4 separate regions of the Mus musculus genome follow, and all the other regions are linked to region 1. A link is a contact called in public ChIA-PET and HiChIP or PLAC-seq data. All regions are on one chromosome and are shown on one strand. The core of a region is the stretch at or near the end of the contact, and the rest is flanking DNA. Distances in the headings are between cores, read along the strand shown. Region 1 holds the start of 1700063D05Rik (RIKEN cDNA 1700063D05 gene). Region 2 overlaps Clmp (CXADR-like membrane protein). Region 3 overlaps Mir100hg (Mir100 Mirlet7a-2 Mir125b-1 cluster host gene). Region 4 holds the start of Bsx (brain specific homeobox).

Region 1 (7,953 bases), core at 3,303-5,802:
TTTTGTAGTACCATTGGTATTTTTAAAGACTGGCCATTTTGAATAGAGCCTGTAAATTATTAGGCTTTAGGCTATGGGGCTGGGGAGGTAGCTTAGTGGGTAAAGGGCTTGCCTTGCAAGCAGAAGGACTTGAGTTCAGTTTTAAGAACCCAAGTCAAAAAGCCAGGCATGGCGACGACTTTAATCTCAGGGCTGAGGAGATGGAAACAGTGCATCCCTCAGACTCACTGTGCAGCACATCTAACTTAATTGGTGAGTTCTAGGTGGATGAGTGACCCTGTCTCAGAAAGCAACGTGGACAGCACTGGTCTGAGCAGTTATTATGACAGGGTTAAGTCCAGACCGTGACATCGGTGGAGATAGCATCGGTTACTTTTCTGATGCTCTAGTGAAACACTGTGACAGAAAGCACTTACAAGAGAGCCTGTGAACCTTACAGTTCCAGAGGGCTTACATCCTTACAGCATGGCAACAGGAGCTTGAGACCAACCTGCCAGGAACTGGAAGTACACACACACACACACACACACACACACACACACACACCACTACCACCACCACCACCAACAACAACTGGAAGTACACACACACACACACACACACACACACACACACACACACACACACACACACACATGGAGGGGGAGGGGCAGGGGCACAGGGATGGGGAGGGGAGAGGGGGAGGGGGAGGGAGAGAACCTTCAAAGCCTGCCCTCAGTGACCAATTCCCTCAAACAAGTCTCTGCCTCCTAAAGTGTCCATAACCTTCCCAAAGAGCAGCACCAACTGGGGACCAAGTGTTCAAACACATGAACCTATGGAGACATTTCTCATTCCAACAACCACAGAGGTCAAGCAGCCTTTGGTGCTGGTGCTGACGTTGATGGGCGTTTGTTGGACGGCCTGAGACAGTACCACTCAGAGTTTAAACCGTCTGCAATCTGGAAGATACCCATTATGCCAGAAGGCTTAGTGAGGGCTAAAAGGAAGGAGAGTTATGCTAGCGAGGTGAGTGGACTCCGGAGCAGTAGTAACCAGGAAATCCAGCCCCACGCGTTATCCCTCCGAGTTACTTAACCACGTGTCCCACTTTCTTAGTCCTTTAGGTGTATCTCACAGTATCTTCGTATCAATATGGTATTCTTCCGGGGACAGGCAGGTACCCTTGGGATTGGTCCCAAGCATGGTGAGAAGCAGCTGTCTCAGAAGGACCTTGAGGGCAACTGAGCTGTGATCTGGTCTCATAGCTAGTTGAGCTGACAAGCTAGAAGCATGGGAGCCAATCTTATTCTGCTCATTCCTGTACCCATGCCTGCTGTGATCTCTAGTCATATTAGCAGGGTTGTCAGCCAAAAGGCTCTTAGGTAGAATGAGCCCAGAAAGGGCTACTGAATGTAGTTAGTTAGGGGCAAGTTGAATGTGGGCTGGAATGGATGTGATGGTAAAGGTGCCAGTCCAATTTGCAGGAAGACATTGAGACCCTTTAGTTCTACACAGAAGGAAGGCCCCACATCCCCCAGGACTTGAGGCACGTGGTAATATCGAAATAGAAGAGAAAGTATAATTATTTAATTTTTAAAATTGTATGTGTATGGTGTTCTGCCCGAATATCACATGCATGGCGGCTGTTGTCCGCAGTGGGCAGAAGAGGGCCTTGGGGAGTTAGAGATGGTTGGGAGCTGCCATGTGAATTGAATCCAGGAAAAGCAGCCAGTGATCTTAAGCACCGATCCATCTCTCCATCTCTGGTAGTTGGTCATTTTAAAGAAGCTGAGACCATTCAAAGGAAAGGTTGAAGGCAAAGGACTTGGTTTAGGGGGTGGAGAGGGACTTACTTTCCCAGTTCAGGTAGAGCATTTAGTGGTTATTAGAGTCTGCTGTTGCTCATTGTGAAGAGGGGATTTGAAAGAGTTTTAAAGAAGAAGTACAGTCTCATCAATGAGACAAGTCAGGACTGGTAAAGTCTGGTTTATTAATTGTTTTTTTTCTTTATTTAGACTTTAGTCAGATTGGCAAGAACACATCCAGTGAGACTCATAGGTTGTCTTGTAATTGGGAGATTTTGAGCCAGCACTTTGTTTCCTAACAGGAGGGTGAAATTGTATGCTGAAAGGGTGCCCACAGGAGTCGACTTTTCTCAGTGGTTAGTGGTGTGACTAAAATGCCAAGGAGATATGAATAAGAAATTCGGGGTTACGTTTGGTCAGGAGTGATGAGAATAGTGATAAATCTACCAAGACAAGGTTTCCTTTTGCTGGGAGTGTGAATGGGTGGAGATTTTGGATTGGGTCTGTTTGAAGAGAGTGGCTGGGTAGATGCTGTCAGTCCAAGGAGCCAAGAGCAAGCAGAGCCAGCCATCTTCTGCAAGGCCGATTGTGCTTTGAGATCAGGTGGGGTTGATGGGGGTGGGGTAGCTGTAGGGGATGGAAACAGGAGCAGGAAGATTATAGAAGCCATAATATTGCTTTAAAAGTTATCAATTAACTCTGTAGTTCTCAATATGACCTCCCCGCAATAATGGAGATTGAGTATGGTAGATTTATTTAATCAGCCTTAGCACAATTACTGGGTGAATTACCCCTAATTTATTTTTCTATATTCTAGACTGGTTAATTCCCAACCGTTCTCCCCAAATAATTGCAGTTTGAGTCTTTCCCGTGTCACTTTTGCTCCATCATTGTCCTCAGTGGGCATTTCACTTGGCCGTGTGCTCCTGGTCCATTTTGACTAATGGACACTTCCTGTTCTCTCCATCTTCTTTCTCTTTCTCCTCCTTCCTCCTCTTCTCTCTCCTTGTGGTTCCAACCTGCGACTCTCTGCCTGGTAATCAAAACCCCGACTACCTCTATTCTCCCCAGAGAATCTCCTCAGCCATTTCTCTAACTAGTCAGAGAATAAAACAAAAGTTTACATATAAGCAAATAAGCAGAGTTTACAGAGCATCACTTGGTGGACATAAGGATCTGCTCATTGAGAGCAACCAGGTCTTGGGGGCCAGTATTTAGCATCTGAATACATAGCAGCACCAGACCAACCTGAACATCGTAACAGTGGAAGTACTGGATGGGGGCTGGAGAGATGGCTCAGTGGTTAAGAGCACTGACTGCTCTTCCGAAGGTCCTGAGTTCAAATCCCAGCAACCACATGGTGGCTCACAACCACCCGTAATGAGATCTGATGCCCTCTTCTGGTGTGTCTGAAGACAGCTACAGTGTACTTAGATATAATAATAAAATCTTAGAAAGAAAGAAAGAAAGAAAGAAAGAAAGAAAGAAAGAAAGAAAGAAAGAAAGAAAGAAAGAAAGAAAGAACTGGGTGATTCTAGGATAAGAAGCTTGGCTGTATGGGAAATGTAGTTGAAGATGAGCCTGGGGTTGAGATGGTGGAGCACTGCTTTCTCGGCTTCTGCTTCAGTCCCACCGGCAACATCTGTCCTTTTGATGATGGACAGTGACCTACAAGTTAAAATAAACCCTTTCCTCCCCAACTCATTTTTGGTCCTGGTGTCTATCACAGCAACAGAACGTTACGCAGAACACTGACTGGGACTCCAGTTGTCACTACACAGTAATATTGCAGGGTAACTTCAGGGTTAGCTGGTGCTGATATAGGGTAAGTCTGGCAAAGGTCTACAGCAAGCTCTGCAATCTGTGAGAAAGGAGTCTTGTACTAGTTGCTCCTTGTGTCTGAGGCCTAGTGGAACATGTAAGCCATACATGGTCTCGGGGTTGGTTTAGAGGACTCTTTGACCAAGAATAACAGCATTAGTGAGCTGACACAAAGGGATCCAGGGAATAATCTCTAAGAATGTGAGAAGCCAAGCAGGTGGGCACCGGCAAGACCCAAGATTTGGGTTCAAACTCTGCCCCCTTGTGGAGAACAGGCTTTATTGAGGGAGAGCTGGGGCAGGGATGGAGGCTGTGACTCTGGATGCGGGGGTGGGGGTGGGCTCAGGACACTGAAGCAGATTAGGGGCTAACACATTTACTATGATTGTTACTAGCACCATGGACAGACAGAGGGTGGCAGCAAGGCAGGGGCTTCTGAGAGAGTTCATGTCCCAGCATCAGGGATAAACAGCATAGTGGGGTCTCTGAAGAGAAGCAGAGCCCACTTGGTAGAATCCACTTCTTTCAGCTCTTGGGGATGTGGAAAGTTCACACCAAGAGCCTGCAGCCAGGCTGCTTGGTACCCAGGTAGGAGCCTGGGAAAGAGATGGTGAAAAGGATTGGCACAACTTTTGATATAAACTTACTTCCCAGGTGAGGTGCCTCAAGGAAAGCCCAGCTAGCTTAGAATTCACAAACAGTGTCCCAGCAGGGTGCCTGCCAGTGTCCCTGAATTGGCCTGAGCCAGGATGTAGTCTAACCTTACAGTCTTAAAGAGCTAAGCATCTGCTGTAGGAAATCCAGGGCCCAAGGACTCTTAGGAGTCCAGTCTAACGGCTTTTATTCTGTTTCCCTCAATGGCTGCATCATAGAGGAGTTTAGCTATCAGGCTGCACTGAAAATTCCAGATTCTGTGAGACTGGGTCACAATCAAGAAGGTCCTTAGTTGTAGTTTGTTGTCTTGCTTGGGTCCCTGCAGTTAAAACAAGATGCTCCTCCCTAGGTTATTATAAAACCCAGCAACTCGACCTCCCGTAAGGAGATCTGGGCTTTCAGAGGAGAAGCTGTGTTTCTATATGATGTCAATGTTTGAAGAGTTTGGACAGTGTTTGAGCTGAAGTGAGTTTAGGTTACAGGCTAATAACTCACTTTATGTACAGGAGGAAGAAATGGAGATGCCCGTCTATTTAGGCGGGGCTGTCCCAAGCGTGGAAGATGGGTGGAAGATGATTTGCATGAATGCTGGGTAGCATGGGCAGAGGAGCGATTTCCCAGCGTTGACTTAATCCTTGGTTTGTTTTTTATTTTCAGCCTTTTAACCCTGCTCTGCTCTTTATGAAACTGTGTGTCACAATGTTAGTCCACTCTGGCCTTAAACTTGATCCTTCAGCCCCAGCATCCCAAGTCCTGGGATTATAGTTAAGTTTCTCCACACCAGGCGTCCCAGTGATTTCAATAGATGAGCAAATTTGGGAGTCAATGAAATGGGAGAAAGACCCGTGTCATAAGGCATCGTAGAACGTCATTACTGCCGCCCCCGCGTCTAATTGCCGAGGACAAAGAGGGAGAGAGCTACTCAAGGTAGACATTGGAGAGAGCAGAGGGAGAGAATGACTGTATTAGGGATGTACAGTAGGGGGTGGGAGGGGCAACTGAGAAAAGGAGAACTCCAGAGATGCGATTCAAGGGAATTCTCTCCCTTCTGAGCAGAAGGTCCTGGGGTGCCCTAGCAGACAGCGGAGCATTAGAAAGGGCACAGCACTCCTGGACATTTTGCTGATGTTGTATAGCGACTGCATTGCAGGGCTGTCCTGGGAATATTTCTGTGCTGGAAATACGCCCCAGCCCCCGTTTGTTGTTGTTGTTTTATTTTGTAAATAACTAAGAGAAGAGAACTCCGTTGTTTTGCCAGATGGGATTCATTCGTTAGGTACAATTTATTCTTTTACTGTCACATAAACCCAATTCTAAGCATTCAGTCTGTGTGCAACTGTGACTGGGCCCTCCCCTAGAAAATTGTGCTGCTCTTGCTTAGAGAGAACATGTCTGCTTCCTTCTTCAAAGCTTTCCCTTGAACCCCAGGCTTCCAGCTGGAGGACCAGTGCCTGGGAGCTCTAGAGAGAAAACCCAAGGCTGCCCAGGATTCCTTCCGGAACGCGTCATTGTCAGGAAAAAGAGAGGGCCTTGATGTTAGACACAGACAACTCCTGGGGAGGCGGAGGTGAGGAGTTCTCACCGTGTCGCCAAAAGGACACACGGACTGTGAAGAGAGGATTTGATCCTTTGAGAGGATTTGTGGACCAGATGCTCCACAGGACTAAGTCTGGTTTATACAAGCCTGGAAATGAAGAGCTGCTGGCGCCACTGGGTGGCAGCGCTGAGCTCGTCGTTGCTTCTCTTTAAGGAGTTACGTCACTCTGTGCGTCCGCTTAAGACACACTCAGAACCGAAACTGCGCATGCCCACGTCTCGGTCAGGTGGTGGTGACGACCTTCGAAACGGCAAAAATGAGCCTTTAGGACTCCTTTGTCTTCTTTCTTCACAATGTCTAACCATCCCTCAGAATAGCTAGGTTATAGGGTTTCGTGCTATTAATATATAGCATAATTATAAAAAGTCACCCAAACAGCTACAGTAGAAAGTCATTTCTAGGAAGAGGTGTACAGTATCTTGGGTTGAAATATTCTTAGGGAGATTTAAAGAAGACTGGCTTTTTTTTTTTTTTGAAAGATTTACTGGGCGTTTTATGTAAGGCAAATGCGTAGACAGCAAAGGTAGCCTGTCAGGAAGTAACGACAGCGCTGCGCTGCCATCTAGTGGGCAAAGTGTTACCTGCAGTTTATAACAGAGCTTCCAAGTTACCATGAATTGCAAGCAAGCAAACAAGAAAACTGCACAAAAATCCCAAATACAGAGTCAATGTATGATTGCTAATTTTATTTTCATTGAAAAATTTCATATTATACATTTTGATCATGGTTTTCCTTCCACAACTGCTCCCAGATCCTCTGACACATCCCCATCCACCCCATACGATCTCTCTCTGTCTCTCAATCTCTCTCTAAAAAACAACAGGCAAGACAACAACATAATAATAAAAAAGAAGAAAAAAGAGAAAACTACAAGAAATACACACACACACACACACACACACACACACACACACACACACAAGCGCACCCTAAAATACATATGAACACAAAATCAGATAACATATTGTACCGGCTAGTTTTGTGTCAACTTGACACAGGCTGGAGTTATCACAAAGAAAGGATCTTCAGTTGAGGAAATGCCTCCATGAGATCCAGCTATAAGGCATTTTCTCAATTAGTGATCAAAGGGGAAGGGCCCCTTGTGGGTGGGCCCATCTCGGGGCTGGTAGTCTTGGGTTCTATAAGAGAGCAGGCTAAGCAAGGCAGGGGAGGCAAGCCAGTAAGGAACATCCCTCCATGGCCTCTGCATCAGCTCCCGCTTTCCAGTCCTGACTTCCTTTGGTGATGAACAGCAATGTGGAAAGTGTAAGCTGAATAAACCCTTTCCTCCCCAGCTTGCTTCTTGGTCATGCTGTTTGTGCGGGAATAGAAACCCTGACTAAGACACATACCATACAAGCAAAAGGCTGAAAAACAACAACAACAACAACAAAATGCCCAAACAACACACTATGAGAAAAATGTCTAGAAAAATAGCATTAACTTTTCATCATCTTGGCCATTTACAGCTGGGCAGGCGCTTATTCTTAAATGTGGTTAATATATCCAGTAAGACTCTAGAGAAAACTAATTTTTCCTTTGCAAGCAAATATCAACTGGAGATAGTTTTTGGCTAGGGATGGGGGCCTGTGTCCATGTCTTAGTGCTGGAACCCCATCTGCCTTGAACCTGTTTAAGCCCTGTGCGTGCTGTCATATAGTCTCTGTGAGTTCCTAGTTACAACAGTTCTGTTGTGTCTGAAGACCCTGTTTACTTGGAGTCATTCATTCCCCTTGGCTCTTACAATCTTTCTACCTCCCCTTCTACTGAGCTCCCAGGGCCCTGAGGAGAGGGCTTAAGACATTTCAATTAAGACTGGGTGTTCCAAAATCTCTTTCTCTGAACATTGTTCAGTGTGGTCTCTGTGTTAGTTCTTGTCTACTCCAAGAGGAAACTTCTCTGGTGATGGCTGAGCGGCACTGATCTATGGGAATAGCAGAATGCCATTAGGAGAGGTTATCCACACTGCATATTGAGATCCAAAGCCACATGAGGTGTGTTTTCAGCCTCTGCTCTGTGAGCTTGTTCAGATCTCTGTGCCTCTGTGACCTGTGAAAAACATATAAAGAAAAGTAATCAACCCCCAAAATGTT
Region 2 (7,953 bases), core at 2,349-4,848, 460 kb before region 1:
AGATATTCTACCTGCATCTTTATCTGTGTATCATTTGTGTACTTGGTGCTGCCAAGAGTCCGATCTCCTAAAATCGGAGTTACAGGCAGTTCTGAAATACCATATAGGTGCTGGGAATCAAACCCAGGTCCTCTGGAAGAGCAGCCAGTGCTCTTAATCACTGAGCATCTCTCCAGCCCCCATTCCCACTTGGAGGCAGGGTTTTACAGTATAGTTCTAGCTGGCCTGGACTTTGCTATGCAATCTAGTGGCCTGGAACACACAGAGACCCACCTGCTTCTGACTCCCAAATGCTGGGCTTAAAGGCACCCATCACTGCTCCTGACTCCAAGTGTTTCTTTAAGGCAAAGGAGTACACTTCTCCTTTCAGGATTCAGGACATAGTTCTGGACAATATGGCAAAGGCATGAGTCTTTTCCTTCTTTCTTTGTGTGCTTGATTGTTTTGTGTGTATGCCTATGTGGGGGCATGTGCATGTATGTAAAGGTACCACTGGAGGCCAGAGGTGTCAAGTCCTTCTGGAACTAGAGTTACAAGAGGTTATGAGCCACCTGCTGTGGAAGCTGAGAATTGAACTTAGGCCCTCTGCAGAAATACTCTTAAGCACTCTTAACCACTGAGCCATTTCCCCAGCCCCAAGGATGCATTACTTTAAAAAATACACATGAATTATATATATGTGCGTGTATATATGTATATGTACGTATGTACATGTATGTCTAAGTTCACATGTGGCAATCAGGGTTGGTTCTATCTAGTCATGTAGGTTAAACTTTGGTCTTCAGGCTCGGCAGCACATGCCTTTATCCACTGAGCCATTTGCTTACCCATCCCTCCATTTTATATTTTAAGATTTTATTTATTATCATATGTAAGTACACTGTAATTGTCTTTAGACACACCAGAAGAGTGCGTCATATCTCACTATGGATCGTTGTGAGCCACCATGTGGTTGCTGGGATTTGAACTCAGGACCTTCAGAAGAGCAGTCAGTGCTTTTACCCACTGAGCCATCTCATCAGCCCCTCATTTTATATTTTTTAAATACAAGAAATTGAAGCCGGGAGTGGTGGCGCACACCTTTAATCCCAGCACTTGGGAGGCAGAGGCAGGCGGATTTCTGAGTTTGAGGCCAACCTGGTCTACAGAGTGAGTTCCAGGACAGCCAAAGCTACACAGAGAAACCCTGTCTTGAAAAACCAAAATAAATAAATAAATAAATAAATAAATAAATAAATAAATAAATAAATAAAATTTGAGCTGGTTGTGGTGGCACACACCTTTAATACCAGCAGAGGCAGAGGCAGGTAGATCTTTTGAGTTCAAGGTTAGCCTGGTTTACTGAGCAAAATCTCAGGATAGGAGAGCCAGGGCTCCATAGATAAACTCTGACTAGGAAAGAGAGAGAGGGGAGGGGAGGAGAGGAGGGAGGGAGGGAGGGAGGGAGGGAGGGAGGGAGGGAGGGAGGGAGGGAGGGAGGGAGGGAGGGAGGGGAAAAAGGAAAAGAAAGGAGAACTTGGTTTTACTTACTGACATTCAGAAAATGACACTCCAGGTGACTCTTTATTACACTATTAACTTAATCACTTAATCACTGGTCATGATGAAGAGACACCATGACCAAGGCAACTCTAATAAAAGAAGGAATGTAATTGTGGGTTTGCTTACAGTTTTAGAGGGTTGGTCCACTGTCATCACAGAGTGTCCTGGCAGTGCTAGAGCAGGAGCCAAGAGCTGCATCCAGGCAGAGGGAGAGATACTGGGCCTGACTGGGGCTTCTGAAGCCTCCACACCCACACTGGGGTGGGGGGATGTGTGTCAAGCATTCATAATATGAGGCTATGGAGGCCGTTGTCATTCCAACCACCACACACAGATTATATAACCATTCTGTAAGTCTAAGCATTCCTATCAGACTCCTCATGACTTTGCCTTTCTTTGTTTGTTGTTTCTTGGGACAGGGCCTCGCCATGTAGCTCAGGCTGACCCAGGATCTTTTCACATGTGCCAGTGCCAGCTTTAAGTGTCCCTTTGGAGAAGGACACGTGAGAAGATTATCCATTTTGGTTTTCTTGTGACTACTTGTATTCCCTTTAAGACGTTTACTGGCACCTGGCATTTGTCCAATAGATGCTTATCAAATGAATAGGAGATAGAAGGACATGACCAGATATCTAAGAAATGATTGAGAGTACATAGGTGTGGTGATATATACTGGCATTCTAAGTACTTGGGTTTAAGTAGCAGGAAGATTAGGAGTTCAAGACCAGCCTCGGGTAGATTAGTCCTTGTCTCAACACACACACACACACACACACACACACATACACACTCCACACCACACCACACCACACCACACCACACCACACCACACCACACACACACACACACACACCACACCACACCACATACACGGTGGGGTGGGTGGGGAGAGGGAGAACACAAAACAAGGGATTAGGGACCATGGCTTAGTTGGCCTATTACAGAGCCACAACTCAGGGGCTTAGAGATTTGGCCCCTCTAGGATCAGCAGACAGGCCCATTTGCTGGGTGAAATCCATTCCCGTCTCCTTTGATCTCACCTGTGACTCTACATCCCACCTGGAGTGATAAGAAGGGTTACAGCCCAAGAGAGCAGAAATAGATGTCTACCTGTGTCTGCCACAATCTCAAGGAATGGTACACCAGTCAGCTGGAAAATTGTAGGAAAAAAACAGATGCTTCCTGTTAAACCAAAAATAGCAGAGAGAGAGAGAGAGAGAGAGAGAGAGAGCAGAAACTCTGGCTGTTCTACCCTTATGTCCCCTTCGAATAGCTCACTCTTTCCCCCTTGCTCCTTTTTTCCCTTGTAATACAACCTTGATCAGTTTACTCCAACCAAAGACCCCACCTCAATCCTGCCTCTGTGACTTTGCAGTTGCCCTTCATCCCGTCTTCTGAAATGCCATGGTCCTTTGCAGGCCGGTCTTGCTTCCTCCCCTGACTTCACCATTCATTCATTACCATCTCCTGCAGGCTCCCATGGCCTTCAAAGTGATGCCACTTTTTATCAGTCTAACAAGCTTTTACAACTCTATTGGATGCTTCGTGAGGACAGGGAGAAGGGATCATGAGTCAATCCTGCTCGTGTCTTAGCCTGGAAAACACTGTATGGTCCAGTTGCTCATTCACTGGCTGTGACATTTGTCTGAGTGTGCCTGAATCCCCTGGCAGACCTTACCACCAATTTCTCACCCACAGGAATATCAGATTCCTCCCAGAGTTCTGCAGAGTTCATGGCCTCACAAAGGTCACAGCTGGAGACAAATGTGATATGCCCAGAAAAGCTGATTGCAAGACTGAAAACCATAGTGGTTTCTAAAGACCACAGAGAAAGGAAAAAAAAGAAAAGAAGAAGAAGGACTTAAACAAATATTTTTCCTAAGCAGACCTCAGTCTCTAGAAGGGTTTTCAAACTGCAGACACAGCAAAAGAAATGAGAGCTGAGAAAGCGAGAAAGCGCTGTGCTGGGCAGAACAGGGCTTCATTTACACTGTGGTGATGGCTGATCCGGGGGATTTCTGTGCTTCCGTAGCCTCTGAAAACCTCCGTTCCTTTTCCCCAGTCAGAACCAAAAAGACCCTAAGCTCAGAGAACCTGCTAAACTGAAAGAAGTGAAGAGGAAGTGAGAGCCTCCGAGGGACAAATAGAAAGAGAAAGGGGGGATTTTCTCTTGTGGTGTCTTAGGTAAAAAACGATAGTGCATTGGTGAGGCCAGGAGTCAGACCCCGGCATGGGGTCAGGAGATAGCAACGCTAGGCTCAATAGTGCTAGCTCTGGCTGTTTAGGACCACTTGAATCCAGGAGTTCAAGGGTAGCTGGGTGTCATAGTGAGACCTTGTCTTATAATTAAATAAATGTTGGGGGCTGAGGCAGGAGGATGGTCAGTTTGAGGCCATCATGAGCTATATAGCAAGACCCAATATTGGAAAAACAGACTACTGACTGACTGACTGACAGTCTGTGGAGAAGCAGAGCCTAATGGGAAAGGGAGCTCACTCTGCTCTCATGCTGAGCAGAGGATGTTGCAAGAGCAAAGGTTCCCAGCCTTTGTCAACAAAGTGTCAACAACCAGGATCCAACGGAAGCTGCTGAGCACAAGGAGCGGCTGTCCTCTTCTCCAAGGACTGTCCCCTGTGGTGCAGAGCTGGGCATCAGGACAGCAAGCACCCTGGCAGTGGAGGGACTGAACTCAGCAAAGATGACTGTCAATACAGGAAGTGGGAGGATAGAGAGTCACAGGCAGAGCCAAGTCGTAGATGTTCTCAAAATTGAAACAGAGGAGATGCCTACCTGCCCTCCCTTCCAAATCACTTCCTGTAAGTAGCAGTGGATTGGACAGAAGTACTTTCCTATTTCTTCTCCCAGCTCCCATTAAGGTGAGAACAAAAGAGCAGAGTAGACAAGAGTCCCCAAGGACAAGAGAATAGGGAAGGAAATAAAAGCAGAGGAGAAATGTCAGCAAGTGTTAGCAATGAGAGCGTGCAGGAGAGAGACAACTGATGTGTGAGCTCATGGATAAAGACTTACAGGGAGCAAGCCAGTCCATCAAAGGACAGGAGTCTACCTGAGTACAGCAGACAGTGGAGCTGAGGCCTGGGCTCACAGCTGGGGCTAGGGGACCTGCTTTTAAAGGATAGTACACAGAGTGTGGTACTACATGTCCATAATCCCAGGGTTTGGGAGATAATGATAGAAGGATCGGAAGTCTAAAGCCAGCCTGGGTCACATGAGACCTTGCTTCTAAAAGGGGAGGGGAGGGGTAGTGTCTTAGTTAGGGTTTTACTGCTGTGAAAAGACATCATGACCAAGGCAAATCTTATAAGGACAACATTTAATTGGGACTGGCTTACAGGTTCAGAAGTTCAGTCCATTATCATCAAGGTAGGAACATGGCAGCATCCAGGCAGAGTCTTAAAGCCCACACCCACAGTGGCACACCTATTCCAACAAGGTCACACCTACTGCGACAAGGCCACACCTTCTAATAATGCCATTCCCTGGGCCAAGCATATTCAAACCATGGCAGGTAGTTAGATATCTAAGTTTCTGTTTCTACACTTCCATGTAGATGTCCCAAATCCTCTGTTATCCCAGTGGGGAAGTTTAGGAACTTAGACTCAGTGGCATCAGGTACAAGACAAAGCAAGCCAACCTGGAAGCAAAGCCAGAGTCTGTAGCTCTTTTCTCTGGGGTTGCTCTATGTAGTCATGGTTCAGACATTCCTCACCCACCTCCTGCCAACAGACAGCTGACCTCTGGGCAATGCTGGGTAGAGAGTCACAAACCAGTAATCTCAGCACTTGAGAGCAGAAGCAGGAGGACAGGGAGTTCAAGGCCAACCTCAGCCATCTAACCAATTCAAGTCTAGCCTATGCTTCATGAGACACTGGGTTACAGACAGCACCACTTAGAAATTCTGCAATGAAAAAGTCTACAGAGAAACCCAGCATGGATCAATTCCCATTCCTATCCATTCACAGCACCATCAAACTTGTTTTTGTGTTCTCTCTCTATCTCTCTCTCTAAGACATCTAAGTGAAGAGAAAAACACACACAGAGAGAGAGAGGGAGGGAGGGAGGGAGGGAGAGAGAGAGATGCAAGGAACACTGGTTAATATCCCAGAACCATAAATAGGATGAATCCTTAAAGAATGGGATGTTATTTAAGAGGAACAGATAATAACAGTAGTAGCAATATTTAATGGACATTTATTATGTATCGGAAGTGTGTTTAAGGAACTGGAGAGATGGCTCAGTGGTTAAGTGGCTGGCCTTCCAGAGGACTCAGGTTCAATTCTTAGCACCCACATGGCAGCTCACAACTGTAACTCCAGTTCCAGAGGATCTAGCGCCCTCACACAGACACACATGCAGGCAAAGCACCAATGCATAGAAGTATATTTAGACTCTCTGAATTCTTATACTTTTTTGGTGGGGCGGGGAGCTGGTGTCACACTCACAGAGATCCGCGTGCTAAGATTAAAGGTGTGAACCATCACGCTCAGCTTTAATTCTTAATGTCATGGATTCTGTATGGTTATCTCCCATATCATGTGGTGAGAGAAAAAAACTAAGATACAACAATGAAAAGGAAAGTACTAAAGGTTACAGAACCGGGAAAGAACAGATCTGAAAGCTAAATGGCCAGTTTTAACAGCTTTCTTTTAATGCTTCCCCAGAGAGCCCTCAGGAAAACCCTTGGAACGGCTCAGTGGAACGACAGGAGTGAGCAGACATGGAAAGCAGAGAATAGATCCAAGGAGGCCCGACATCTAAGGGAGAACTGCACAGAGGAGTTGTGTGCAACTGCTTTTAAATAGCACAATAATATTCCCTGATATATGAACCGTCTTCATGTTAAATGGCATGACAACAAATGAGAGGGAGAGGGGGAGAGAGAGAGAGAGGAAAAGAGAAAAATCCCCAAGATGATAATAAAAGCCTAAAAACTGCTCGTTCCAGGGCATCTGAACATCAAGGCAGGAGAAGCATATGGCACAGTCTAACCTCATGATGGACAGGTAGGGGAGGGAGGGTCCTCTTTCCAGCCAGTAGGGATGGTACCTCTCGCTCACACGCCCACATACAGGAAGTATCTCTCTGACAGTGCCTTGGCAAACATACCTAAAGTTTGGCTTTCCTCCTTTCTCGGGCACACCTCCATCCAGCCAAGTTGACAGTCAGGACTAAATATCAACCACTCTAAATGGAGCAATCTGTCTGAAATTTGAGCAAACTCCATTTCCAACCTAACAGTCGGTGTCTAGCCAAACCGTAAATCCGTGTGGCACACAGAATGCATGTGAACGTGCAGTGAGTCATCTGGAGAAGGGAAGGGAGGGCGGGGCGTGAAGAGGGGATAATTATTTCTTCTGTGCACCTCTTGTTCTGTTTGAATGTTTACTTACCGTGTGGTTACATTCAAACCCTTTTAAGGGATGCTACTCAGAAGCTGGACTGGGGGACACTCATCGTGGATGATAAAGCACACGGGTGATTTTCGTGCGGATGACGTCTTGTCCTTCGATACTCTTCTGCCCCATGCCCGGGTGTGCAGGAAGGGAGGTCAGGCCATGTTGGTTTTTAGCTCGGATGGAACTGAGAAGACAAATTAGCAAGACAAGCTCAGGACTCACAGTTAGATCATGTGAGGAAAACCATGAGTAAAGACAGCAGACAGCAGACAGCATGATGCAGTCCTTTGAGTCACTTGGGTGTGGGTCACAGGAGTGACTGGAAGAAGGAAAGTTCCAGAACCCACTTCCCTTACAAATCCTCCTCTGCTGAGACGGTCTGAAAAAAAAAAAAAGAAAGAAAGTGACTGAGGAAGGAGAAGGGGTGAAGTTCAAAGCAGTCACCTTCCGTTTTACCAGCTTTGATAAGAAGGTAAAATAAGAAAGATAGACAGACACTCAGACACTCAATCGAAGCTTTCATATGGATGTGGATTTCAGCCATTGACATCCCTTCAGTCCCTCATTGTCATGGGTCCCTAACTATATCCACTGTCACTCCCAGTAAGTGTTTTTTTTTGAATTCCCGCTTCTGTTCAGATCTCCTCCGACAGTAATAAAAGATTTAGATATGAAAGTGCCTTAACATTTGGAATGAGACCGAGGCTGTAAATAGATATGCTGAGGAAATAAGCCAGGGTAAGATCTGGATCTCTGTAAGTGTCATTCATAGTCAAAGGCAAAGCCTCCCTGGTCTGTGGGTTGACATAGGCATGCACACAGAGGACAGGGATGTGCATGTATGTGTTCCTGCATATGTGAGCCGGAATACACACACATACACACACACACACACACACACAGGATGAAGGAAAATCTCAAGCGTTGCTGTGTTTCTGAGTGGCCTGGTCTTTATGGGCAGGGTGATACCCTTCCTTTGGTCGTTATTTTTTGAGAA
Region 3 (7,953 bases), core at 4,064-6,563, 380 kb after region 1:
TTCGATCAGCCCCAGCCCCTCCCTCCACTCCCACCCAACAGCCTTCCCCCCACCCCCCACCCCCGGTCAAAGCATAAACCACAGAGTTACGGTCTTCTTTGGATTTTGGAGTATCGCTTCCTGCCCCCGCCTTCCCTCCCCGCCCCATTCTCTGTCCTATTGAACACCTCGCCCAGCCTAGAGCTCACATTCTCCCCCTGCTCCCGATGGCGCTCCTGGAAGCTCTGCAACTATGCTCCACTTCAAATGGGTGAGTTTAAAAAACCTATCTTACCTCCGATTCCTGCTTCCTGCTTCCCGCAAACCCCATCTCTTAGGATTGTTGCATGAGGCACGCTTGCCCTGGGGGAAGGCAGATGCATATTTTCCTCTCCGCAGTCAATCGTGCTAGTTAACAAATGAACGGTTTGAAGAGATGTTTAATTCCAATTGTAGATCGCTTCTTTTCTTTCCAAATAGAACTGGACATTTCTGAGCTTATTCATATTATTTTCCAATTTGGTAAATGATTTTACCCAAAGCTACAAAGTTTCCTTTGATACAACAGACATTTATATGTTCAGGTATATATGTGTGTGTTGCATATACAGGGCTGTATGGAGACAGAAATGAATCTAAATTTTGTGAAGGGGAGAGGTGTAGGGAGCCAGGATGTAGTCACACTGGACCACCTGTTTGCTGCATTTTACTCACGAGTCTGCAACCGAAATTGCCTGTCATTTTTATTTTATTTTTGCTTTGTTTTGTCTCAAGAAAGAATGAAGGAATCGTGTTGCGCTCCCCTCAGTCCCTGAGACCCTAACTTGTGATGTTTACCGTTTAAATCCACGGGTTAGGCTCTTGGGAGCTGCGGGTCGTGCCTTTGCATCGCTGAAGGAACTTTTTGTCTTTTAAGGAAGAGAGAGACAGAGAGACAGAGAGACACAGAGAGAGAGAGAGAGAGAGAGAGAGAGAGAGAGAGAGAGAGAGAGAGAGAGAGAGAGAGAGAGAGAGAGAGAAAAGTTTGTCAGAAGTGATGGTAATACACCCTTGAGGCTTCCATTGTTAGATGGGATCAGGTGACCCGAGTGGCAGCTCCTGGCTTCTGTAAAAGTAGGCATAGTATGTTAGCATCCTGTGTTGGCTGCTATGGACGCCTGTGTATATATATGGCTGATACCGAGGCTGGCGGATCTATTCCTTGAGAGCAACACACAGTACTATCGGAGCGTAATACCAACAGCTCAGTACCTGGTGCTTGGCCTCAGAACATCTCAGCTGAAGTCCCAGCATGCCCCATGCCTCCAACTTTTAAGCTCAACAGTTAATCTCAAAATTGTGCCCAATTAAAATGGGCATGGGAATGTATTCTATCTGCATTGTCTACGTGTGTTCTGTTACCAGACAGAGGTTTCACTGACGGAGGTATTCATACACCTCTAGTCTGGACGAAATGAAGAGGTTAAATATTCAACTCTTGTATTCAATACAAAGGAAGGGAATTAAGAGATCAGGCAAGATAAAATACGTGTTACTTTGAAAGATTTTGTGAGAACAAAAATGGAAGAAAGAATTCTCCCTCCTTGGTTTGGTACTCTAAAAATGTTATACATGATGGACTTTAAAGTAAAGAACGATAGATATGGATTTTCTAAATATTATGGAGTGAAAGAAATAGCTGGGTGAATTTGGTATTGTTGCATTCTTTGTGGGGGGTCAATCAATGCTCATGGCTCTCTTTTAGAAATTAGAAAGATGGCTATCAAGGATGTTAATTCTACCTGACAAAGTTATTGGTAATATCAAACCCCATTTCAAAATAATCCCCTCTCGAGGCGATTGTGAGCATTTCCTACTTTGTAGTTTTCTGAGATTGTAACTTTCCATGGCAGGGGGAGTCCCACACCTCAGTTCCACCTCACACTGGGAGAGAAGGACGAGGTGCTTTACCTTGTCTTTGTTATAGAAAATTCTGGGTGTGTGGTTTCCTTTAAACCGTTTTACTCTCCTCAGCCCAACCTTTCTCTTCATTTTTGGAAAAAATACCTAAATCAACCCAGACCCCCAATGCTTTCTTCTTGGAAAGATTTTGGAATAGCCTCATTGTGCACACGGAGTGGAAGGTGAAGGAAACTGTTTGCGATTTCTTTTTTTTTTTTTAAGCATTTATCGCAATTTGACTCATTTTAATCCAAACTGCAGTCAAGAAAGCATTTTGTATCAGAACGCTGAACTGAGAAGTGTGTAACAACTGTGCTGTGTCTTTTGTTGAAACCTCCTGTGCGGCTGTAATTTAACTATTACTTGGCAGCATTTGGTGGAATGTGCTTCAAAGCTTACAGTTCTGTAAGTGATTGCCCGTGAGTTTATATAAAATAATTAACGATTCCCCACCCCATTTCAGCCAATGCGTATGTATAGCTATGTAGAAATTATGGCAGTACAACAGTTTAACTCATGGGCAATATATATACTCACATCATACATGCAAAAGACCGGCAGACATTTGGTGCTTTTGAAGGCAAGATATGTACGCAGCCTATCTGATAGAAAACGGGTGCATGATCAATAAAGCTATGATAGCTGTAATTTCTCTGTGATTTCAAATGATCGGAAGACATAACTAATAGCAAATGTTTCGGTTTGTACTCTGGGGCACTTCTCTTTTCCCCAGGCTTTCTAGTGGATTCCTCCCACTCTCAGACTAAAGCAGGGTGCTCAGGCATTCAGCAGGGCGTGTGACACACAGGTTTTTATATTTTAGCAGGCAACTGCTTCATTGCAAGGGCAGGTTTCTCAACAGCCCCTCTTCCTCATGGAGCCCATCAGTGAAGTTCAGTGAAATGAATAACATAATTGGTGGTTGGTTCAATCACTACCAGTCTAGACTAGCCCAGACGCATCAATTAGTGGGGACTGTCTTTTTAGAGGGAGAGTGTAACCGAAACAAGCAGGCTATTATTGATACTGATCTTTAAAAGCGCAAATCCAGCCTGGCAGATAAAAAAAAAAAATAAGGCTGGGAGCTGCAGTGGGGGTGCACTGGGGGAAGAAAAGAGACAGGGAACTGGAGCTCAGGGCGCAGGAGGACAGGAAGCTGGAGAGAAAGGGGGGGATAATGAGTGGAACGCTCTCCTGTGCCTCCTAGGAGCACAGTTAGAATTCAGTTCACAGGGCTCAGTGGCTCACCATTTTTTACCTAGCTGAAACACACAGACACAGACACACACACAAAACCACCTCCTTTTTAAAAAGTCTTGCTTTTTTTTTTTTTTTTTTTTGGTCTGTTCAAAATCAATGCAGTTGAAATTTAACAGCTTAAGCAAGCCCACTGATAACAAGAGGAACCAGCTGAAACCCGTTTTGCAATATCTTGCCCCTCAAAGAAAAATACAGAAAATGCTTAATTTTCAAATCTCTAATTGCTCGCTTCCTTCCTTCCTTCCTTCCTTCCTTCTTTCCTTCCTTTCTACCTTCTTTTTTCTTTCTTTCTTTCTTTCTTTTTTCTTTCTTTCTTCTTTCTTTCTTTCTTCCTTTCTTTCTTTCTTTCTTTCTTTCTTTCTTTCTTTCTTTCTTTCTTTCTTCTTTCTTTCTTCCTTTCTTCTTTAAGGAGGCATGCTAGAGAAACAGTAACTCATTTTAAAATCTGGCACCTGGAATGAAATTTATGGGCAAAAACACCTTTATACAAAAAGTTTATGGCTTCCCACAGAACGCAGTGAGATTAGAATTGAGCGACTGTAACAAAGGGTGATTTGGTGATTTTGTAGGGTTTTTCTGTTTTTTTTTTCTTTTTTTTTTTTTCTGGAGGGGAAAACAGATGATTTAGAAAGTGTTAGGAACATATCAAGCCCCAGGGAAAGAAAAACGTTTGATTGGTATTAATTAAAACACTGCTAATATATTCTAATAAAATCAGATTTAACATTCTAAACTAATCCGCCTAGCATGTCAAAGGCAAAGAAAAGTATTATCTATCTTATTTGCATCTGGGCAACTCGAATGCATTTGCTCATTCGGCAGAATTAATTTCTATCACCAGTCTATTTAATCTCCTCACAGATTTAAGCAAACTTATTCTTTCAGGCTAAAAGGGCCCAGGGTGGGGAAACCATGGACGGTATTTGGAAGAGCAGTGACTGTATTTGGGGCCCATTTTCTGGCTGACCATAGTCTTTTCTCTTCATTCGTTATAATGGGATGTGGAGAACGGCAGAGATTGCAGAGTGATAAACGGCTCAGGGAGTCTTTTTTTTTTTTCTTCTTCCTCCTTTCTCTCCTTATATTATACCTGGTGGCTTATTTAAAAAATTTGGTTGCTAAATTTTAACAATGGCATTTATTTAGTGCTGCCAACCTGTTCATGAACATCTAATTTTTGTTTTCTAATTTCAGAACCTATATCATCACAGATTTCTAATGGAAAATAAATAGATAGATAGATAAACAAATAAAGGTACTTATACCAAAAACCCATTATTTTTCTTAGCTATTTTCTTTTAAGCTTCAGTCCTAAGGGTCAGTGAGGAAATATAAAATTTCAATCACCAAGAACTGAGTTCTTTGTTCTGTTTTTAAGTCAAATATCTCTTTGGGAGAATTCCATATTTTCATGGAGCATGGAGTTTCAGCTCTTTATTGCTAAGCTCTCCCGACTGATAACATCATCCTCAGATGGTATTATGGCCAAAATATTTTGCCTGAATATTAGTCTCCTGAACCTGATAGCCCATGCAAATATGAACCTAACACACACACACACACACAAAGATGAATGGGCCGGAAATGCTGAGGCCCGTATGGGTGTGTTTCTATAAGGAGGGAGTCTGCAGGCTGTGGGGAGGTAGACTGCCTGCAGTCTGCATCACGGAGGTGGCTGCAGAGATCTTTCTCCATTGCCTTTTCAAGTCTTCAAGGTAAAAGAGCAACTGCAGTTTGGTTTCACTTGTATTGTTCCATAATCCAGGCAATAAATGCTAATTAGTAATGCTCAAGGATCCGACCATTCAGAGTAATTATCATAATTTACTTCTTCCTTGTTAAAGACATTCCTTGCTGATTTTAAAAAAAAAAATCAAGTCATTCTGTCCCCCATTACATTACAGTGAGTATTCACTAGAGAGATGTTCAAGGTCCACTCAGAGCCTCATGGCTGCATTTGAAGTCACCCGACATGTGCCTTGGCTTATTCCAAGTGGAGCCACAACTTAATTTCAAAAGCAGAATTCATGTAAATGCATCGAATTCTGCACATGCACCAGGAATGTATGATTTTTATTTTACAAACCCCAAAGGCTCCTCCTTCCGGGCCCACCCCTTTTTTCTGAAACCACTTATGAGCAGAACAAAGGAATGTACTAACTGTGGAGGCAGCATTACATGTGAGCAGTCACTGCACTGTGAAGTGTGCGCTACGACAACATATTTCATCGTACAGAAGTGCGGATAATTAAATAATGCCACAGCAACCCTGACTCATTAGCAGAAAGATCTTTAAGGAGGAATCAAGAAGATGGATCCAATCAACTTGGAGAGTACTCTTCCTTCTCTGAGATCTCAAATATATTTTAGTTGGTTGGTGATTGATTCATGCAGGGCTCGAGGACAAAAGCCAGTTTCTCAAAGCCGAATGCGGATCTTTTTTAGACGAACAAACTGTATGTCTTAGATGAGTTGGATTTAACATAAGGCTTAATGTTTGGAGTCAAAGGTAGAGCGTGCCACCTTGATGCTCATTTCCCCTTTTATCCATAGATCTAAGAAATGCCCAACCCTTAACCTTTCAGTTGGCTTCCTCAACATGCATGTAGCCTCTCCTACATTTTCTAATGACGGATGTTCAAGTTCCTTATTGCTTGAACCAAGTAAGTATCATCGTCACAGAAATAAGCAACTGTACTCAGTGTCTTCCAGGGTCTCCCCCTACTCCATTTCCTTTGTCTAGGTGCTATTCTCAGTTTTCAGTGTCCATTGGTCCTTTAAGGGGGAGCTCCAGGTTTAACTTGAGGGCTATAAGCATTGGAAGAATAATTCCCATTGGATACTGTACAGAGAAGCCACCTGCAAAATGTTGACGCTGTTATTGAAGTCTCAAGTGGAGTCAGCTTTCAAAAAATTAGATATTAGATACATCCGGCATAATTTGCAATCTGTAATTATACTAATGTGCATATAGCTGTGCTTTGCTTTATCTGTAGCCTACTTGAGTGTGTCCCCATCACCCCCCATCCTCGGGCATGTCTCATGCTTGGAATTGCTTGGGAGGAGAGTGCTTTGTAAGTCAGCTTAGGGTTTTTTTTTTAATTCCTTGTTAATTAATACAAGAATAAAAGGACTTTGCTTCATGTGTGCTTCCATGAGAATGAAAGTGGAAAACCTAGATGTTGCAAACTCTTGATCTTTCAAAGGCTCCTCACTGGAGAAAATTTGAATTCTTTGCAAAATATTTGCAGTTCTTTGTGAGTTTGGTCTTCATCCTGGCTGTGGATAACTCGGAAGCACAGAGAACAACAGAAAAGTACATATTACACATAAGGAATCCATTTCCTTTGTTGGAATCAGAGACATGGCATTTGCCAGAGATGATGATTTTTAATCTAATAAAAGCAATCAAACCATTAACAATAATAAACAATTTTCTGTTTTTCCCCTCCATTTTGCATGTCACGAGATGAGTAACTGAGACTCTTATCCACTAACTTCAGTTCCCTTTTGGGGCCTCAACACGATTCCAGAGATCTACTGATGGCTCCACTGGGGAGCCCCCTCCAGCGAGCTGCCCCCCCCCCCCAAGATCTACCTATTAAGAAAAAGCCCAGGCAGATCACAGTGAGTTGGCTGGTCAGCCTGCTACTTGCCATTTGCCATGTATGCAGTAGGTGGTGAGCTTGTCGAGACAAGCTTAGAGAATTGTTACAGAGTAAGACTATGTGAGGCCCTAAGTTTTTGCTTCTTCATTCAAATTACAAAAAGGATCTCAAGAGAACTTTGCATTGAATAGATGATGCTACTCCACTGCTCTTGCAATTAGGTAGGTATAGAACCCAAAGAACAAAGCTGTAAAATTTTTAACTCTCGACAAACATGTGGAATCTGACCTTTCTCCTACTGTCCACTTCATATTCATTCCTTAAAATTCCTTTTAATAGTGTTTATAATATACATAGCATATAAAAGCCTGTTTTGCATGGGTTGGCTATATAAAACATCAAAGCCATATATAGCTTGTTTCTTTTTTTTTTTTTTTTTCAATCTTCTCACATATTCTTGGGCTTTCCATTAGTCACTACCTTTATGAATCATAGCAGTATTATAGGCACTGTCTTTTCTTAATGCAATACCATGCTAATTTATTCACGAATGAGTCGTACATGCATGCCAAAGCTTAACATCCCCAATATCACTGTTTACAAAATGCATTGCCTGGGCATAGCATTTACCCTAAGTCATTCTACCAGTTAGATGTCTCCTCTAGAGAGTCAGCATCCTCAAATACTCCAAGTATTTAATACAGTATGTGCCGTGGTGTATCCCGTTCAGCGTGCCTAGCTCATTGATGCGTTTCCATTGTGTGAGTATAAAGGAGAAGTCGATGTCAAAGGCTTTAGTTAACTAAAAAACCACTTGCAAATCCATCTCATTCATAACTACTTCTGCAGAGTAAGAGAGAAGCGTTAATAGCTCTCTTCTCAAATATCCTTATCTGTGAAGTGAGTAAGTGGGTCAGGCTAGGTAGGGTCTCAGTGCTTACCCCCTCTCAGAATTACTGAAGCTATGTCATAGTATAGGGGGCAATAGGAGCAAGGCCAAAACCTGTGAACTTATTTGTCCATTGGTACCATCAGTTGCCCTTCAAAGTTACATCTGATTCCACCTCCAGGGTCATTTGTTACTAATCTGCTTTATCTTGTTGAGAAAGCACCTAAGATTGGAGTTTATTTTTCAGGGAGGGATGGTGACAGAAAAAAAAGCAGC
Region 4 (7,953 bases), core at 3,157-5,656, 330 kb before region 1:
ATAGGGCCATCTTTTTGGGAAACTAAGTCCCATCTCAGATGGCAGTTTTAGCTGAGGCTGACATGAAAGAGAGAGGGGCTGTTTAATTATCCATTCCCTGAAAAGCACATTTTTTTTCTCTCTTTAAATTAATGATTCTCCAGCTAAAACCCAAGCAGAATGACACTGGATGCTAGATGGGGAGAGAAGCTCATTTGATCTTGATTATTATTGCTGCCGCTGTTGTTGTTATTTTCTCTTGGCAGCATCCAGGATCTGGATTTATGTGTCAACCTTACAGCTACAGCTTGCTGGTCCTAGGTAACAGACTTTTTTATCCAAGCGAGTGAGAATAAAATAATATAGAAATGTACTATGGATGAATTTATAAAATTTCCTAAGGCTTGGAGAAAGCAGCCTTTGTATAATAGATGTTCAGTGAATTCTCACCATAATTAAAAATTGCGGTGAACGAAGGGCAAACCTTGAGAACATGTTAGGTTGGTCCCAGCAACCGCTTTCTGTTTTTCCATTTTCTTTTCTTTTTTAAAGATTTGTTTATTCATTTTATGTATATGAGTACACTATTGCTCTCTTCAGACACATCAAGAGAGGGCATCGGATCCCATTACAGGTGGCTGTGAGCCACATATGTCTATTGGGAATTGAACTCAGGACCTCTCTCTATCCCTGCTTTCTGTTTTCGTTTTCTTTTTTTTCTGTGTGTCTGTCTACATTTAAAAGAATGAAAAGAGAGGGTGGTGGTGGACTACACGGGCACTGTACAGTTCCGTAGCCTTGAATGTAGTGTGGCTACAGGGCACTTGAAACATAGCGACTGTGAGTTCAGGTTGCAGCAAATGACAAATACACATTTCTCTTTGAAGATCTAGTCTGCGGCTTTGCATGGTGCAGACCTGTAATCCCAGAGTTTGGGAAGATCAAGAATCCAAGATTATTCTTGGTGGCAGATTGAGTTCAAGACCAATCTAGACTACATGAGACTTTGTGTAAAAAACAAACAAAAAGATGCAAATAATATTTATGTTGAGCACACGTTGAATAATAATATTTGGGATATTATTCAGATTAAATACAATATGCAAATATTTTCCTATTTTATTTTATTTTATTTTATTTTATTTTATTTTATTTTATTTTATTTTATTTTATTTTATTTTATTTGAGATGGGATTTATTTATGTATCTGAGGCTGTCCTGAAACCAACTATGTTGACTAGACTGGTCTTAAACTCACTGATATCTTTGCTTTCTTAAAGGAAGGTGCCTTCAGGCCAGGCCTTATTTTAAAATTTGACGAGTACAATTTAAAATAATCAGTATGGGTCACGTGCTTTATTACGGATCAGCACAGTTCTAGGCTTCGGGGTTAAGCCAGACAACGACATATCTCTTTTTGTTTTCTTTTTTTTTTTTAAGATTGTTTCCCTGTGGGTCATAATTTTTACCTCCTACCTAAAATCTATCGCAGAGGTGGTTACCCAGAGTGTCTTGGACCCGAGAGAGGTAGTGTTGGAAGGTAGACGGCGAAACGGCTGTCACCGAGTTGTCCACTTTGCAATACCTATCACCTCCTTCCCTTAGAACAAGCCAGGACTATGACCCCGAGGGGACTGGACACCTTGTACCCTTGCATTCACCCCAGAGCGCAGTAGGACTGCATCAGAGCTGGTTTTGGTCACTCTAGCGTTTTCCCAGGGTTCCGCTCAAGAGCCCGGCCAGTGGGGGAAACTTTCCCAGCATCCTGTGCCTCAGGATTTCCTCAGGGGTCTGGGACATAGTAGGGCCTGGAACCAGAGGCCAGAACAGGGCTAAAAAACCTTTTGAGAACTAACCTTATGCACACCGCCCGCTCGCATCCGGGCTTCTTTGGCGCATTGGGCTCAGGGCCCCACAGGTTCTCCTATTAGGATGTGTCTGGGACTGGAGGAGAAAGGGTCTCTCTTCTGTTATGGGTAAGGGTGGCGGCGGCACCGAGAATGCCTAAGAGTCCCCAGGGGTCTGCTTTGGACCTGGCAGGGGTATTCATCCAGCCTTTTAGCATTGCTCGCTGGCGGCGCTAATAGGCAAGGGAAAGACGCCAGCGCCCCACGTCCTGCTCCTTTCCCGGAGACCCGGTTTCCTTGTCTCTTTACTTCTTAGGTTCCTATAGCGACCTAAAGAGGCAAATGCAGGATGGCCGGATTTCTGAGAAAAACGCCTTCCAGTTTCTGTCCTTGGGCAGCTTTGCTCGAGGTTAGCCTGGGCGTGATCCTCCGCCGCTTCTGTCCTGGGGAGAGCCATAGGCGGAGCGGAGAATTCGGCGTCTATTTCCGGGTCTACAGACTGTCAGAGACCGAAGGACCAAGAAGGGAGTCTGACACTCTTCTTCCCCTTGCGATTCCTCGAGCAATCTGAGGTGTGTAAAAGAGTTGTCTGTGTCACAGCACAATCACTGGCATTGTTCTACTAACCCCGTTGCCCAAGTGACATTCAGTCTCTTCTGTTTCTAAGGTATAAGTTAGTCCCTGACCCAAGGAAGCTGAAAGCCTGCCCCCCGGAGGCCGGGTGAGGATCTACACAGTGGCTGGGAACCTAGACATGGGCTGAAGCTGACACCCACTAAAGTCTCGCTGTAAGAGGCCCGCCCCACTATAGCTTGCCAGCCTGTGTTTGGAGATAGAGAGTAGATTGATATTCTTTTGCTGCGTAGGGATGATTGATATCCATTTGCTACATTCACGCTTCGAGTGGAGGTGGGTGGACTTCCTTTATGTGTGGACCATCACCCCAGTTCCTCTTCAACATTTTCTTCTATCTCCCTCAGTCCCAAAATCGATGACTTGACCAGGAAGCTGGTTAGGGAACTTCTGTAGAGTCTACTGTCTTTCCTTTCGGAGGTCATCTCCCCTCTGCCTTCACTTCCTACAATTACAAACTTTAAGACACAAGTCCCCTTCCAGACAAAGAGGAACACTTCTGACTTCATTTAAGTGGTCTCGGTCCCTTACCAAGCTCTCCTTTCACTGGCTGCTGCCAGGCTTCCTTCCTCTGTTTCCTCCCCCTATCTGCTTACCAGTGTGTCCGGGTGGTACAGGACACTCCCACTTCCCGGAGCACTGAAGTTTGGGGCCTAATTGATTCTGGTAATTAATTTGTTCTACCTGCTAGATCAGATGGAAATCCTACTGCAGCGCCCGAGGATTAACACTTGACTTCGCAGCACCTCTGCTAATTATCTAATAGCATGGGTTGTGAGGACTCAGTCTCTGTTAAAACACTTTTGCTATTAGCTGTAGTGATTGGAATTGTGATGACGACTAGATATCAACAAATTAGAGCTTAAAAATGAGGAGATGGAAGAGAAGTGGCTTCTTTTAATTTCCCCGAATTTAACATCAATAATTAGAGCAATTTTCAGAGATGCGAGCCCAAATTACTCCTGCTGTGCTGTAGATGATCACCTTAATTTTAGCAAATTGACTCCAGGGAAATAAATGTGACAGATTAGAAAAAGACAAACAGAAAAAAAAAGGAAAAGATTGGAAAGAAGAGTAAGGAAAGAGGCAGAGGAAAAAGAGAGGGAATAAAATCTAACACAGTGATGGGGACCCTGTAGCTGGAACTGGTGATGTGGCAGAAATAGCAAAGAACTGTAAGACTGAAGTGAAGAGCAGCCAGGAGGGCGGCAGGGAAAGGTGACTACGGACAGATTTAAAATGACCAAGTCTGTGATGCACATAGACCCCCTCTGTCCACTCCTTAAATTCCCGATAAAGAATCTTCCACCTGTCATCTTTATTTCCCCCAACAATTCAATCATCCCTGTTGTCAATTTAATCTAACTCTAGCAACTTGGTGTAGCGGACAGAGTGCATCTTCATTTCTTCACTTCTCTTTTCCTTTTGCTTTCGATTACTGAAACTCTTTAAAAGACAACAAACTGGCTCAAATGCTTGAGTTAAGTGCTTTAATCCTAGGCTATTGGGACTCTCTTGGTGTTCTCTCTAAGAGGCAGGTCGTTAAACAACGGTGAAAAAAAATCATTTTCCGTCTTTTAAAAAGACGGAACACAGGAGGCAGCGCTTGCAGGAGAGGGGTAGAAACTGGGGTCTAGAAACCGTATAGGAACCCATTGGGCTCAGCACTCCCTGCTTGGCCAGACGCATTCAGCACCGCGGACAGATCCCCGCCCCGCCCCGAGCCCACCCCACCCTCCCCTCTGCCTCTGCAGCCTCCCTATTGGTTCGCCGGGCTCCCCTCTCCAAGCTGCCAATTCTCCAACACACAGAACCAACCTACCCCGGCGCTGGAGAGGCAAGAAGACAAGCGCCGGGGATAGCCCAGGTCCGTATAGCTGCCGGGATCTGAGCCTGGGCGATCAGGAGCAGCTGCAGGCTCTTGAGTAGGCCTGCCGGGAAGCTGTTTGCTTCCTGCACTTTGTCCGGGCCCTCGCCCTGTGACAGGCGCTCTGCAAGATGAATCTCAACTTCACTTCCCCTCTTCATCCAGCATCTTCTCAGAGGCCCACGTCGTTTTTCATCGAGGACATTCTGCTACACAAGCCCAAGCCGTTGAGGGAAGTGGCCCCTGACCACTTTGCCAGCTCTCTGGCCTCTAGGGTGCCTTTGCTAGACTATGGCTACCCCCTTATGCCCACACCCACCCTCCTCACCCCTCACGCTCATCATCCTCTGCATAAGGGAGATCACCACCATCCTTATTTCCTGACCACCTCAGGTAAGTAACAGAGGCCTCTAGGAGTAGGGAGTGGGCTTTTTTTTTTTTTCATCCCCCAGAGCAGAGACTATATCAGTCCCGGTGGTCTTCTCCTTCGGTAGCAGTGGAAGGTTAGGGACATGGTTGAGAGCTCCCTTGAAGCAGGCCAACGGAAGGGAGCAATTTCTGGTCACTTCACAGTTTGTATAACTAGACAGGGATTGTGTCTGGCCAGAGGAAGCTGGAGTAGATAGATGTGATCATATTCCTGGTGGGCAGTGTTTCTTCCAGGCAACTTTGGCTCATCTCTCAATGCCACTTCTAAACTTCCTCCACGTCAGGAGGGTTCCTCAACCATCTTGACCTAGGGAAATGGCACTGAACTTTCCAGTGTGTGTGTGTGTGTGGGGGGCATGAAAAGGCTTCACCTGGCCCGCTCTCTTCTGCTAGGTTGGGTCAGGAACATTTGCAGATTCTGCAGGAGACATAGAAGTGAGGGAGGGCCGGGGGTAGTCTGCCACTGGCAGGAAGGGGTCGGGGCAGAAGGGAGCTGCAGTTCTCCAATGACCTTCACTTCCCGTGTTCAACATTTAACTCATAAGCAGTCTGCTTGGCTTCCTTGCTCTGGCCCAGTTGCTGGAGTCGCTGAAATATTTCAGATTTACTGTTTGACAATGAGTGGGGATTGGTAAAGTAAGACTGGGCCTGCAAATGCTGGGGGATGTCTGCATTGTGTTCCTTTATTTGTTTCTCTCAGTCTGCACGAACACTTTCTTCCCTAGCATTTCCAGTCCAGCCACACAGAGAAATCTTCTAGTTCAGTTGCTGAGCACAGTAGTAAGCTGGTTCTAGTGGGGGCTGAGGGAAGGGGGCAGACGATGTATGGAATACAGGCACTCAAATCCAGGAAAAAAGTGCTGAAAGTCTAGGACAGTAAAACCCGCTCAAAAGCTCTAGGTTAACGAGGCGCGATCTTAAGGCTCCTGGAGAAATCAGCATTGCTCCCTGGCTTTGACACCTGCCTGAAAATATACTCTTTTCCCAGTACTGGTGTTGGGCAAAATTCATGGTGCTGAAATGCTTGATTGTCGTTTTCCTCTCCTGGGCATTGGCAGATACTGGTGTCTGAGGCCCGGATGCTTGGGGCGCCTAATATACCAGGTAAAGCTGAGAGGGTCGCGAAACGGAAGCATCCAGCGAAAAGTCGCTCAGCTCTCCTGATGCTGGGCTCGGAGTCGGAGAGAAATGGTTTAGGATCAGACTAGGGAGTGGGGTCTCCAGGGCAACCCTGCTACTGACAAGGAAATGTCACGGGCCAGCGCCACAGTTTCTCGGAATATGCGTTTTTTCGCGCTGTATTTGGTTGATGGAAGGATGAGAACGACCAGGAAAAAGGTGCTTTTTAGAGTTGAGTTATTAACCGCATAGCACAGTACTCAGTGTTTGTTGGTAGGGGTCTGGATAGATGCAGGTGGACAATCCTTGTCCAACTTCGGACTTTTGCAAGCAAACTTTGAAGGCCTAACAGATAACTGGAAGTGTGCGCAGGTTCTGAAGAAGTTTCCCCAGAAAGATATATTTTTTCTTTTTTCTTTCTTTTTTTTTAAAGGGCCTCTAGATCTTTTATCTATTTTTCTTTTCTGTTTTCTTTGCTGTTTTTTATTTGAATTTTGGGATGGCCTTCTAGGAAAAGATCCCCAAGCGCTATTTTGTGGCTCCTCTTCCGGCTGTTATTGAGAGATGGGTTCCAGGAGCTTTGGAGCAAGTAGGAGAGAGGGAGGGAACGCTGGGCGCTGGGATGGAGTGGAGCGGGAGGATGGAGGATGCTTCCTCCGAATGCGGGCTCTGTCCGTCAGACTGCTCTTGTCTCTGTAGGGATGCCGGTCCCGGCGCTGTTCCCGCACCCGCAGCACGCGGAGTTGCCCGGGAAGCACTGCCGCCGCCGCAAAGCTCGCACGGTGTTTTCTGACTCGCAGCTCTCCGGCCTGGAGAAAAGGTTCGAAATCCAGCGCTACCTGTCGACGCCAGAGCGTGTGGAGCTGGCCACTGCCCTCAGCCTCTCAGAGACTCAGGTGAGCAGGAGTCGGGAGGATGCCCCGGATTCTGCGTCCTGCTCTTCCCTCCTCAACTCTGAAGTAGTTCCACAAGGATCAAGTACAAATGATCCTCCCTCCTCGCCTTTCAGCATGTTTCCAAGATCCGACAGAATTTATACCCAATTTTTACATTAGGCTTACCTACCCGGCTCTACTGGAGAGGGAAAATCACTTTGATTCGGCTGTCACCTCCAAGTCACACCATGGTTCTTTTTATTTCTCTTCTGCCCTTCATCCTAAGGGTGTGACAAGCTGGGTTAGAGAGGGTCTTGTTTGTGGAGGAACTTGAACAATTTACTCTTTGTTTTGTTTAGGAGAGGGTATCACTATGTAGCCCAGGCTGGCCCAGAACCCAATCTTCCTGCGTCAACCCCTGTGTGTGGGCTGCCAGTTCACACCACCCCTCGGCTTTCCTCTTACCCCTCCTCACTGCACCCCCCTCATGTCTTATTTCAGTCAACCTTACACGCACCTCAGCAAGTCTGCACAGATACCCCAGGGTGCTCTACATAGTTTACCTCTCCTTTTTTCGTTTTTGCTCTCTCTCTCTCTCTCTCTCTCTCTCTCTCTCTCTCTCTCTCTCTCTCTCTCTCTCTCTCTCTCTCTCTCTCTCCCTCCTTTCCTTCCTTCTCTCCTTTCTTTTTTGTCTTTTGTCCAGCCCCCCACCTCTTCCTTCATTTCACCTCATGATCTTGCTGTGAAATCATTAGCCATTCAGACTAAAATCCCCTCCAAAGAAAACCAGTCAGTTCATTCCACTCGCGACTACTAATCCACGAGTCCCGTTGGACCCGGGATTTAGGTGTTTTCATCACAGATCATACATTTAGTGTAAAGGAGACCCCAAGTACACAGCGCTTGCCCCCATTAATTACCATTGACCCTTGCCACTCTTCTGGGGCAATATCTCCTAGAATTTAGCCTAAAAGGATAACGTGTGACTTAATCAAAACGCGAGGCGACCATGGCGGTAGGACCGAATTCAATTCAGTAGACAGCGAGCCCCCCCCCCCAAGCTCCACCGATCACCCAGACCTTTCAGTCACCGTTTGTGTGAGGAATGATATGATCTTGTTTGTCTCCCCGACATCAGGTGAAAACGTGGTTCCAGAACCGGCGGATGAAGCATAAAAAGCAGCTGAGGAAAAGCCAAGACGAA

What was found. ChIA-PET counts read pairs in DNA pulled down with a chosen protein or histone mark. HiChIP or PLAC-seq counts read pairs in DNA pulled down with a chosen protein or histone mark.
Region 2: an RNA polymerase II ChIA-PET map of memory CD8 T cells shows a contact between it and region 1, with 26 read pairs. The contact joins the enhancer-like site here to the promoter of 1700063D05Rik in region 1. A contact is called at or near these places in 6 of 484 Hi-C or Micro-C datasets (B cells, CD8 T cells, cerebellum and 3 more) and 2 of 115 datasets of contacts at active chromatin or transcription factors (memory CD8 T cells and trophoblast stem cells).
Region 3: an H3K4me3 HiChIP or PLAC-seq map of embryonic forebrain shows a contact between it and region 1, with 4 times the contacts expected there. The contact joins the enhancer-like site here to the promoter of 1700063D05Rik in region 1. A contact is called at or near these places in 4 of 39 promoter capture datasets (cranial neural crest, frontonasal cranial neural crest, maxillary cranial neural crest and 1 more), 3 of 484 Hi-C or Micro-C datasets (embryonic fibroblasts, embryonic stem cells and uterus) and 9 of 115 datasets of contacts at active chromatin or transcription factors (cardiomyocytes, craniofacial prominence, embryonic basal ganglia and 6 more).
Region 4: an H3K4me3 HiChIP or PLAC-seq map of stem cell-derived neural progenitor cells shows a contact between it and region 1, with 28 read pairs. The contact joins the promoter of Bsx here to the promoter of 1700063D05Rik in region 1. A contact is called at or near these places in 3 of 39 promoter capture datasets (the C10 cell line, hippocampal neurons and liver), 3 of 484 Hi-C or Micro-C datasets (bone marrow-derived macrophages and embryonic stem cells), 9 of 115 datasets of contacts at active chromatin or transcription factors (DN3 thymocytes, bone marrow-derived macrophages, embryonic stem cells and 4 more) and 2 of 9 other capture datasets (embryonic stem cells and macrophages).

The regions. Positions count from the first base shown.
Region 1 is chr9:41,201,603-41,209,555 of GRCm38.p6, forward strand. 1700063D05Rik (RIKEN cDNA 1700063D05 gene) reads left to right here and starts at 4,553. Exons shown (of 5, transcript NR_040392.1): 1 at 4,553-4,727.
Region 2 is chr9:40,740,268-40,748,220 of GRCm38.p6, forward strand. The region is part of intron 1 of Clmp (CXADR-like membrane protein); the gene reads left to right. Among named protein-coding and RNA genes, the nearest start is that of Hspa8, 57 kb to the right of the region's middle. Within about 2 kb of position 3,599, at least 115 of the 459 cell types and tissues checked have an H3K27ac peak or open chromatin away from gene starts, as enhancers often do. A contact at or near this core is called in B cells, CD8 T cells, memory CD8 T cells and 1 more, where this site is marked.
Region 3 is chr9:41,581,153-41,589,105 of GRCm38.p6, forward strand. All of the region lies in intron 4 of Mir100hg (Mir100 Mirlet7a-2 Mir125b-1 cluster host gene), which reads left to right. Mir125b-1 (microRNA 125b-1) reads left to right here and starts at 774; the gene lies at 774-850. Within about 2 kb of position 5,314, at least 67 of the 459 cell types and tissues checked have an H3K27ac peak or open chromatin away from gene starts, as enhancers often do. A contact at or near this core is called in embryonic fibroblasts, embryonic forebrain, forebrain and 1 more, where this site is marked.
Region 4 is chr9:40,869,721-40,877,673 of GRCm38.p6, forward strand. Bsx (brain specific homeobox) reads left to right here and starts at 4,407. Exons shown (of 3, transcript NM_178245.3): 1 at 4,407-4,719; 2 at 6,574-6,770; 3 at 7,888-7,953. The coding sequence starts at 4,458.